Linked DNA regions of Rattus norvegicus: region 1 is linked to region 2. Evidence: chromatin contacts called from public Hi-C data. All regions are on one chromosome and are shown on one strand. Each heading gives the region's core, a stretch centred on a gene start, on an enhancer-like site or on the middle of the called end of the contact. The rest is flanking DNA. Distances are from core to core; before and after follow the strand shown.

What was found. Hi-C and Micro-C count contacts between places; a contact is called where the count stands out from the background.
Region 1: a contact with region 2 is called in a Hi-C map of liver, with 5 times the contacts expected there. The contact joins two enhancer-like sites. A contact is called at or near these places in 1 of 12 Hi-C or Micro-C datasets (liver) and 1 of 1 datasets of contacts at active chromatin or transcription factors (oligodendrocytes).

What each region holds. Positions count from the first base shown.
Region 1 is chr2:166,815,591-166,821,117 of GRCr8, forward strand. The region is part of intron 1 of Spmip2 (sperm microtubule inner protein 2); the gene reads left to right. Among named protein-coding and RNA genes, the nearest start is that of Spmip2, 30 kb to the left of the region's middle. Within about 2 kb of position 3,656, at least 2 of the 93 cell types and tissues checked have an H3K27ac peak or open chromatin away from gene starts, as enhancers often do. A contact at or near this core is called in liver, where this site is marked.
Region 2 is chr2:166,662,822-166,668,250 of GRCr8, forward strand. It overlaps a transcript of Rapgef2 not described here. Among named protein-coding and RNA genes, the nearest start is that of Rapgef2, 45 kb to the left of the region's middle. Within about 2 kb of position 2,305, at least 17 of the 93 cell types and tissues checked have an H3K27ac peak or open chromatin away from gene starts, as enhancers often do. A contact at or near this core is called in liver, where this site is marked.

The DNA of each region.
Region 1 (5,527 bases), core at 2,406-4,905, 150 kb after region 2:
TACTTAGGGCTATAAACTTCCCTCCTAGGAACTGGTTTCATCACATCCCAAGGGGTTGGTATCTTGCTTCTTCATTTTCATTTGATTCTAAGGAATATTTTTATTCCCCCCTTGATGTCTCCACAGACCCATTCATTGTTCAATAGTGTTTTATTGTTAAATAAGAACACCGGCATTTATGTCTGCTCTAGGGCTTCTCGTTAACTATTAGTCTTATTTCATTGTTACTAATTATTTTGTGTCCTAATATGTGGTCTACTTAGGAGAAAGATCCCTGAGATGCTGAGAATATGTAATATTCTGCAGCGTTTAGATAAATTGTTCTGTTAGATTGATTTAATCTATGATGTCAATGAATTCAGATCTTTGTTTTATGTTGTTGTTGGGTTGTGTTTTGTTTTGTTTTGTTTTGTTTTGTTTTTTGGAGGGGGATTGTTAGGGTGGCCTGTAAATTAGGGGGAGCAGAGTATTGAAATCACTCACTACTATTGTGCTAGGGTTAAGCTGTGACTTTACATCTAAATTAGTTTGATAAAATCAGATGTTCTTGTGTTCAAGGAATTTATGTTTTAACATATTCTTTTTGCGTTGTTTCCTAAATCAGTAGGAAACTGCTTTACCATTTCTCACTAGTTTTGGGTTTAAAGCCTATCTTTTTAGATATTAGAACAACGACACCTGCATATTTTCTTGATCCATCTGTTTGGAACTCCATTTTCCACCCTTTTACCTTAAGATAATGTCAGCCTTTTGTGGTGAGCTAAGTTTCCCAGAAATGGCATACAGAGGTCCTGCCTTTGAATCCAGTCTCTTAATCTATTTTTGATTGGAGAATTGTGACCATTAATAGACAGTTATTATTGAAAGGTATATATTGACTTCTGCCTTTCTGTTAATTTTGCTGTACTTTTTCCCTTTTGCCCCTTGTTTATTTATTAATCTAGTGTGATTTATTTCTGCCAAGGGCCTTATAGATAGATTTGTTTTTCTCTCCAGAATAAAGGTTTCATCAACTATTCTCTGTAGAATTGGTTTAGTGGTTATAAAACCCTTTAATCTATTTTATCTCAAAAAATATTTTATTTTCCCTCCATGTTTGACAGATTACTGAGTAGAGAAGTTCTGGGCTTGCACTTATTTCCCAAGGGCCCTCCTAGAGTTTAAACTTTTAGTTGACACATCTGCTGTTCTTCGATGGGTCCACCTTTGTAAGTGACTTGGTGTTTCATACTGAAGCTTGTTGCTTTCAGTGTGCTTTTCTTGTTAAAAATTATTTCAGTGTCTGGGGACACAGCTCAGTGGCAGAGCCCTTACCTACCACACATGGGATCAGGGATTCTATGTCCAGCTCTGAAACAGGTTAGGAGCTTAGGGTATTTGGACTAAGCTCTATAGGTTCCCTGGGTGGGATATTCACTGAGAGGGCAACTACAGCTGCTTGATAACCACTATGCATAAGCCAAAGTAGCCCACGAATGACGGCGGCCCTTTTGGCTTCAATAACTGTTGGAGGATAAACAACCAAGGATCGTAAGGCATAGGTTCAGATTTTAGTCATTCAGACTGAGGATAGGAGGGATGGAGGGTGGATGAGGAAAAAGATGAAGTATTAGATCAACACTGAACTTTTTTAAAAGGTGGATAAAATATCTAGGAACGGAAAGTTGGGGTGGTGGTAGGGTATGAAGATTGTAGAGATCTCGGAATCTATGGAAGGTTACGTTAAAAAGGGGCTAACAGTGGGAGAAAAAAGCAAAGCTCTAAGAATAAGGGGCAGAGTGTGAGAGGTGAGCGGAGAGTACAGGGAAGTGCTGTACAGTGGCCGCACAATTATATCCTCATCAGCACCCTCACCAGCATCTGTGGCCATTTGTCTCCTTAGCCATTCTGACTGGGATGAGATGGAATCTAGAAGCTGTTTCCATCTGTGTTGCCCTGAAGGCTAAGGACACTACCACCGTTCAAACATTATTGGTCGTTTGTGTTTTCCCTTTTCACGACTGTTCATTCTTTTTATTAGCCCATTTATTGATTGGATTTTCTTCCTTTCTATTGGACTTAGTGTTTGCAGTTCTAGAAAGTAATACACACAGGTGTCTAAGGTGTAGTTAGCAGAGATGTTTGTTGTCTTTGTTTCTGATTCCTATGGCTGTTTCTTCACTCTGGTGATTATTTCCTTTGTGGTGTGGAAGCATCTTAATTTCATGCAATCCTATTTGTTAATTCTTGTGCTATTGGAGTCCTTTCCAGGTTTACATGAATGTCTTTAATCCACTTTGAATTGATTTTTGTGCAGGGAGAGAGACACATACTTAATTTCATACTACAAGTAGATCAAGTAGATACAGCCGAGGGTACACATTTAAAAAAAATCTCTGTCTCTGTCTCTCAGTGTGTGTTTGTGTGTGTGCGTGTGTGCGTGTGTCTGTGTGTATGTGCGTGTGTGCATGTGTGTCTGTGTGTGTGTGTGCATGTGTGTGCTCTGTGTGTGTGTGTGTGTGTGTGTGTGTGTGTGTGTGTGTGTGTTCCTATCAGTAAGTGTGGAAGTCAGAGAAGAACCTCAGGTGTCCTCCTTGTTGGAGACAGGCTCTCTTGTTTGGCGCTGTGCATCCAGGCTAGCTGGCCCAACATCATCCTGTCTCTGCCTCTCATCTCACCACTAGAGTGCTGTGCTTACAAACATGAACTATGTATGTCTGCCTTTATGTGGCACCGGGAGATCTGAACTCATGTTCTCACCTCCCAGTGAGCGCGTACTCACTGAGCAGTCTTCCCAGGCCTCGAACACATTTTCTAATCTCTTCTCACTGGGTTCGTCTGTGACCTCAGATGTGCTGTCTGAACTGAACCGTGGGATTTGTGACCATGTTATTTTCTTCAGCCCTCTAGCTGACGCAGCCACACAACCACACAGTTCCAGGTAGACTTGCCTGTGAGTAGGTGTGTGTGTCTCCACAGTGTGAAACTCAGCTGGCACTCTGCACTAAGCAGGATGTCTCCCAGAAGTGTTCTACCATTTATATTTTTGTATGTTTAAAAAACCATGTGAGGAAGATGTTTGATAAGCATAAGCCTTGGGGAAAATTGTAAAACAAATTTTCTAACAGTGGTTTTTGGTACAGTGTGAATCTCAAAATCCAATTAATTAAAAAAAATGTACTAAAGGCTCTTAATTGGACTGTTCTTAAATTCCCATTTGTACATACCCAAGGAATCTATATTTCAAATTCTTGGTTCCTATTAGGCATTCTAATCATTTCCTAGGATTATTTACTGTCACTGTGAGTTCTGTTTCCCATCAGAGAGACACATTGGAGAAATGGCAGCTGGCAGTCAATATTTAACTGTCCAGGTTTACTCCACCTGGACATTCCATTCTTTTGGTTTTTTGTTTTTTTAAGCTTTGGTCTTCAGTAATTGATTAGAGGAGAAAGGAAGGAAGTAGCTTTGTCTTGTCCAATGGTATTTTCAGTGATTTTATGCAGAAAGACAAGGCATGCTGTTAGCTAACGAAAGCACAAACCCAGAAAAAAAAGAGAAAGTGGGAAGCTAGATGACAAATTGTAAAAGAACTTTACTGTTTTGGGGATCCAAACAAACAGGGTCATGATGCAATAGGAATAAATATGAACTTTGCACATGGAGCTAGTTATCAATCGAAGTGGAAAGGTAGGGATGATGTCATTGGCATGGAGACAGTAAACTCAAGAGGGACATAGAGAGCGACACACTTCTGACAAAGCTGAAAATCATGGCAGTCAGGGCTTGTCAAGAGACTGTCTTGAATGGACCACATTATTTAATGTGGGGCGCGCGCATGTGTGTTGTGTGTGTGTGTGTGTGTGTGTGTGTGTGTGTGTGTGTGTGTGGTGGGAGGTGTCAGAGGACAACTTGGAGTTAGTGCTTCCCTTATACCATACAGGTTCTGGGGTTTGAAGACACTGTACCCTGTGCTATCCCCCTGGCCCTGTATGGCCATACTTCAAACCACAGGGTGCAGCAGGTGTGGTGGAACACATCCTGAAGCTTGGGAAGCTGAGGCAGAAGAGTAACGGTTTAAAGATGGCCTGGACTACGTAGCCGACCCTGTGTCATCAAATAAACAAGGGAATGACAACATGGCACCAAGCCTGAGAATCATATTATATATATCCTGTGAGCCTTCCCATACGTGAAAATCGAGGCAGAGGGAGGTGGGGGAGGAAAGAGAGAGAGGAATGAGAGACACAGACACACAGACAGAATCAGAGAGGAGGAGGAGAGGGGGAGGAAAAAGAGGAATCGGGAAAGAGGAGGAGTTCTCACTAGAATTCAAGCCAGATTGTGGCTGCTGTAGGAAGGCAGATCTTACCCCATGCATTGAAGAAAATGGAATGTTCCCCAAACAGAAAATGTTTCTGTTACTGAAAAATTACTTTGTAATTGGATGAGTATGTGCTAGGAGCAAGACCCCCACCAGGATACAAGGTTGTATCTTCTGACCTCTACAGCTCTCACCAAGCTCTCCCAGCACGCTGCAAAAATGTGGATTTCTCTGCCAATAGTTCTCTGGTATACCTGAGTTAGGGCTACATTGATGTAATTTCTAAACAAACAAACAAACAACAATCCAAGAAGCTTCATAAGGCCATCAAAACAACAGGCATCTGTCTGTTTTAACCCAGGAATTTTGCCCATGATCTTTATTCTAGAAGTTTAAAAAAAAAAACAAAAAACCCATAATTAGTAGCTCCCAACTCCCCCTTCCCAGAGCTTCTCATAGCAAATAAATCACAGGAACACTGGTAGGAATGTTTGCTGTCCTGCTCCTGAGAGCAGTGACTTGGTACCCTTTCCTTCCTACTCTAAATTAAGTTTATTTTTAATATAACCTCCATTTGTTCACAACAGAGGATGTTGGAACACAATAGTTACTCTGTAAAACCATAAGAAAATCTGTCCCTCTCTTGTCTTCCCATGTCTAGCCCTGGTTAAAATTCAGAATCCCATACATCCCTGGTAGAATATCTTTCCAGAAATCTATAATCCCTCAATGTAAACAGTTTAGAACAGAAAGGTAATTTCAAATTGAGGAAAATAAAAAATGAAACATTGATTTGTAACTCAAAAAAAAAAAACAACCCCAAAATCTAGCCACCAGAGAGGGTAATATGCTAATTAAGTGGGAGTTATACCCAATCCTTGGTTCAAAGCTTGCGTGGACCAAATGGAATTGTGGAGAAGCCACTTGGACAAAATACAACCAGCAGCATCTCAGGTCTGGGCTCCTATTCAGTCTTCAGTCACATGTCCTCTTGCCGCTGGGTGGACACTGAACAAATCAACTGTCTGCACTGACCAATGGTCCCATCAGCTATTGACCATTGAGTCCTTCCATGGCAGCCCAGACCTCTTGGAGTTTTATCCTTAAATAGACTATACCCCTTTGAGTATCCTGTACACTTGTGGATGATTTTTATTTCCCCGTAATAATTGAATTTGTCATAAATGTCATCTTTAGTGGCTTCCTTGTGGATTCCAGTGACAG
Region 2 (5,429 bases), core at 1,055-3,554:
TCTCAAGGGAGATTCACAAAACGACCCGCATGCATCATCCAGTGGGACGTTCACATTGAGTGCCCAAGAGAGTACTAGAAAGAAATAAGGCTTTGAATCCATGTCTAGAAAAGAGAAGTCCGAAAGAGATGTCACAGAAGTATGAACTTGGGTCACAGAGACAAAACCAAAGAGAAGGCAGCTGCTGACTCCCAACAGAGCTCAAGTCTACAGTAGCAAGTGCAGCCTCACATAAACTCCAACAAACCAACACGAGAGTCCGTGCACTGACAGACGTGCACTTCACTAACCTGTCAGTTTTATTATTTTTTTTAAATAATTTATTTAATACACCATCGCTGTCTTCAGACACACCAGAAGAGGGCATCAGATCCCATTACAGATGGCTGTGAGCCACCATGTGGTTGCTGGGGTTTGAACTCAGGACCTCTGGAAGAGCAGTCAGTGCTCTTAACCACCAAGCCATCTCTCCAGCCCCCACCTGTCAGTTTTATAATACAACAGTTGTCTCACGCTCATATTTCTAAATACGTTGTGTCATATGTGCCATGTATGTTGTATGATGTATGTGGACTTAAAAAGTTAAATCAGTGTATAACACATAAGTGTTTAGAGCATATATATATATGTATATATATATATGTATATACACACTCTGTAATTACCACCAGTGCTTATTTATCTTAAGAGAATATCCATAACTTGTAAACAAAGAAGAATGGAATATAGGCTCTGACATGAGAGAATGTGTTGGCACTTGTTACTGAGAAGGGAGTTACAGACCTACTGTTTCACACTTCTAATGCCTGGCAGTATTTTTTGAAGCAGAATTTCCTTCTAAATTAAACACCACACATAATCACCATGTTTGTGGGGGTTACTTCTAAATAAATGCCACTCAAGCAATAATACATGGTCATAAAATTTTGTTTGTTTAATGTACTTGGGGGGTGTTGTTTCTTTGTTTCAGATATTTTTTGTTTTCGTTTTGTTTTGTCGTGTCTCATGTGTGACTGCTGTATTTTATGTGCATGGGTATTTTCCTTGCATGTGTTTATGTATACCACAATCTTGCAATATCCATGGAGGCCATAAGGAGGTGATGACTACCCTAGAATTCCAGTTGCAAATGTCTGTGAGCCACAGGAGGTGCTGGGTATTGAACTTGGTCCTCCGCAAGAATAAAAAGTGCTCTTAACTGCTGAGCCAGCTCACCAGCTGTTTCTTGTATTTTTATAGATTTAAATAGACGGCAAACTTTTGTTGTTTTTCAAGACAGGGTGTCTCCACGTAGTCCTGGCTGTCCTGGAACTTGCTCTGTAGACTAAGCTGGCCTCAAACTCAAGAGATCTGCCTGCCTCTGTTTCCTGAGTGCTGAGTTTAAAGATGTTCAGCACCACAACCCAGCTCTCCTATTACTCTTAAGTAAGCTATCTCAAAAGCAATGGTTTAAATGGTCTACGCTCAAGAAGCTTATTGTAGTATGACAGAGTCAGTCTACGTTGTTCTCCTACCTGAAAGCCGATGTGTTGTCTAGCTTGAACTAGATACCTTAACAAGTACTTTCTATATGAACATTAGTGCCTCCCCAGCTGCCAACTAACAAGCAATGTGTCACTGAACCTTAAGAACACAGTTTGGTTTTCATCAGAAAACCTCTGCTCTTAGAAGGGAGGGAGGGAGGAGGGAGGGAGAAAGGAAGGGAGAGAGGGAGGGGGAGGGAAGAAAGATAGAAGGATGGATAGACAGATAGATAAAACATGGCTACAGGTAGCTACAGAATACAAACCTAAGGAAGGAAGGAACAAGCTGCATTTGGGGTTTTCTCAAGCACTCCTAAGTGACTAAGGACACAGTGACTAAGGACTGTAACTGAGATAACCAGAAGGCAAGAGTGGGACCCTTTTTTCAAAGTCTGCAACATCCCAAAGTAAAACATTATCCAAGATACACACGGAAAGTATTTGTGGCTTCTAAAGTTCATTTTCTCAATGTAGAGTCAGCAAGTGAAGTTAACAAACTTCATAGAAAGCAAATGCAGAGGCACTAATCATAATCACCTAAAGCATTCCAGTTCCCACTTTCTCAGGAAACTGATGGGCCAGCTGAGACATTCCCACCCTCCCCAACTGTGCTTTCGAAGACAGAATCCACAGGAACATTAATTACTATGGACACAAGACCCTTTTGAAAATGTAAGCTACTTTCCCTAAAATTCTCTGGACTCTGAGCATAAACAGGAACACGTTTCTGTAAGCAGGAAGCAAACTTTTTTTAGAACAATAACCTTTCCTTCTACCCTAGGAAGGACATCCGGCTCTCGACAATAGATGCCATTTCAAAGGAGATTAAACTTATAAAAGCACTGGGACCAAGAAGACAATGAGATTGACGGGCCAATTGGAATTAGTTTTCCCATGACAAATAAAGTCTCCTTTTTAAAAACAAAGGCGTCCCTAAATACTTTCTTCAATGGCTGCAAGCACAGGGGATCCCCACAGGGAAGAAGACAGAAACAACAGCCTCCACACCCAGAGGTCTGTACTCCTCTCCCCGGACGCATTCTCAACATAAAGGGACAGCACAGCAAATATACAGTTCACTTAACGCTAGCCTTCAATGTCTTGTGTTTGCTAGCACCAGGACTACAACAGCAGCAAACAGCACATTTTAATACGACCTTTGGCACACTAAGGAAAAGAACTCCCCCACCTCCTGCCTATCAGGGACTGCTGTGCATTTGTAATCTCCAGGGTTACAAAAGAAAGGAGCCGGTGATGATTAAAATGGATTACATTGTTAGCAAAAAGAGTTTCCTTTTAAAAGGTTTTGATGTGTATGTAAACACCTTACTTGTGTGCCTTAGCATATTTAGAAATACGCGGGCTCCTCTAGGCACTAACTCAAGAGAATGAAGACCCAAGATGCTGTGACAATGGGCAAACCTGTGACAATCTAGAGCCAGGTGAGCCAAGTCTGTGGACTTGAGCATAAGGAGGGGAGAGAGACAAGCACTTGCTCAGACAGTGGTCACAGGCCAGGAATTGCACAAATGGCAACATATTCTCCCCTGGGGGTCCTTCAGACATAAATGTAACTTATCCTTCTGAGCAAATGCTCACAAGCAGTTATTGTGAGAGCTATGTCTCCAACGTTATTCATGAGGAGTCTAAAAGCTACGTTTTCAGGGCTCAGGCTCCTGTCCACAGCCAAATGGGATGAGAAGGCAGTGCTGCAAAGTGCCTGTGTCTCCAAGATGACGGCTCAGTTTGTAAGTTTTATTTACAAGATCCCTAGTATCTCCACACTAAACATAGGCAACGGCTTTCTAAGGATGAAGGAAGAGAAAGAATATAGTCCGTGGGGCAGAATCAAACCCCACCTCTCCTTCCCCAGCTGTATCTGACCTGGAATGTGACTGAGATCATATTTGTGAAACACAGTAATGAAAGCACAGTGCAGGCTGTGTGGCCCCAATTGTACATAGGGCACACACCATGCCAAAAAAAAGTAATGGTTGTTGTAGGAAATCAGAATGACTACACTCCTGGTGTAAAATCTAAAGTGTTCCTGAAACATTTACATACATCAGAATTTTCACAATATTTAATCTGCACCTCTACACCCAAAAGTCAAATGAAATATTTATAAGCCTACAAAGGGCCCCAACAGTTTCTCTGCTTTTTGTTCTGCCTTGTTGCTTTTTGTTGGAGACAGGATATCACTGTGAGGCCCTACCTGTCCTAGAACTCATTCTGTAGAACAAGGCTGGCCATGAAGTCACAGGGATCCACTGCCTCTGCCTCTTGAGTGTACTGGGATTAAAGTGGGCACCACCACACCCGACTTAGAATTTTCTGCTTTTTAAATTCTAGCTTTTAACTACCATTGTCATCGTCATATAATTTTGGTGTTCAGGGCCCCATACCTAAGCATGTAACTCTACCTCTGAGCTAAATCCAGATTTTTATTATCAGCCTCAAAGTGAAATGTGACCAACTTACAATTTATCATCTGCAATCTCTCTAGCTCCAAATGACTTGGTTAGAAAGAGAAGAAGAAAGAAATTCTTAATTTTTTTCAAAGCAGCCAGCTAATTTTTCCTCTGATATAAACCAACTAGGAACATGTTTAAGGCTGGCACAGCGAAACAGCACACTGCAAGATTTCCTCTCTGGCAACTCAAGAGTGTCGTATAACACACACACACAAAAAAAAAAAAAAAAAAAAAATGAAATTTGCTTCTGCAGCTTAGCATTCAGGATCCCTGGGTCCCATCTCTGGCAACAAAATACACACTTGCAAATTCTTCTTAGAACCCTACATGAAAGCCACTAACTTGAACCACAGACTTTTACACACCACACACACACACACAGACATGCATGCAAAAATATTTACATTTTAGTCTTTTGAATGTTTAAGGTGTAAGTCTCAAGCTGCACTACAGACGCTGAAACTCTCTCTCTCTGAAGATCCAGACTTCTCTACTACCATTCTTGGATATTTTTTCATCTGAAGGTGGCAACTGAAATTCAGGGTGGTATGTGGTTTCTTCTAAAACTCCCTTCTAGGAATAACAGTTTTAAGACACCACTGAAGAAACTGTATTGCCCTGCATAATTCAATCCACAGAGCAGAGTGGCTCCACAGATGAACACCCTTGTGGGCAGTATTTCCCAAGGCGTGTCCCACAGAAGCTAGTGCAATACTGTACACATGATGTCTCAGAGGTCCACAGAGCACACTGGCGTCATACAGGAAGAGTCCAGAGACTTCACCACAGCGAGGGAGCAACCAGATGTCTGAATTGGGTGAGGGCGCCTACCCCCGGCAGGGCACGTCTGCACCTTCCCAGTTTATCAGTCAGGTCGCCCGCCCACACTGCGTTCCCCATTCAGGTAAAAGACCGACCATCTCTTCATCTTTTCCTTTCCTCTCTATGACCAGGGAGGGGCCTGCTAAAGTCTGTGAAGCACATGCTTCTTCCAAGTGGACAGTGAGCAAGGGGGTAAGGGGGAACAAAGGAAGAAGACAGGGCCGTCTCTGCTGAGGTGCCATGTGCTTCCTCTAGCACTCTGGAGACTGGTGGGGAGAAGTCGGGAAATGGGCCTTCAGCATCTTCAGGGCTTTGGGAAAGGCCTTGTAATGGGCTGAGACAATCCTTAGGATGGCCACAAGGTGGCAGAATGGATCAACAGAGAATGGATCAATAGCCCTTTCTTGGTACTCAAAACAGAAACACACACACACACACACACACACACACACACACACACACACACAAAACTTGGTCACAAATTCAGGTCTTTGAGGATCACGAAGAGAACAATGGTTCCATTGTCAAGCCTCTGCTGGGGGGCACTTCCACTGGCCCCCTGTGTCGAATTCCTAGCACCCCTGCTGGGTGATAAAAGGATTAAAGTATT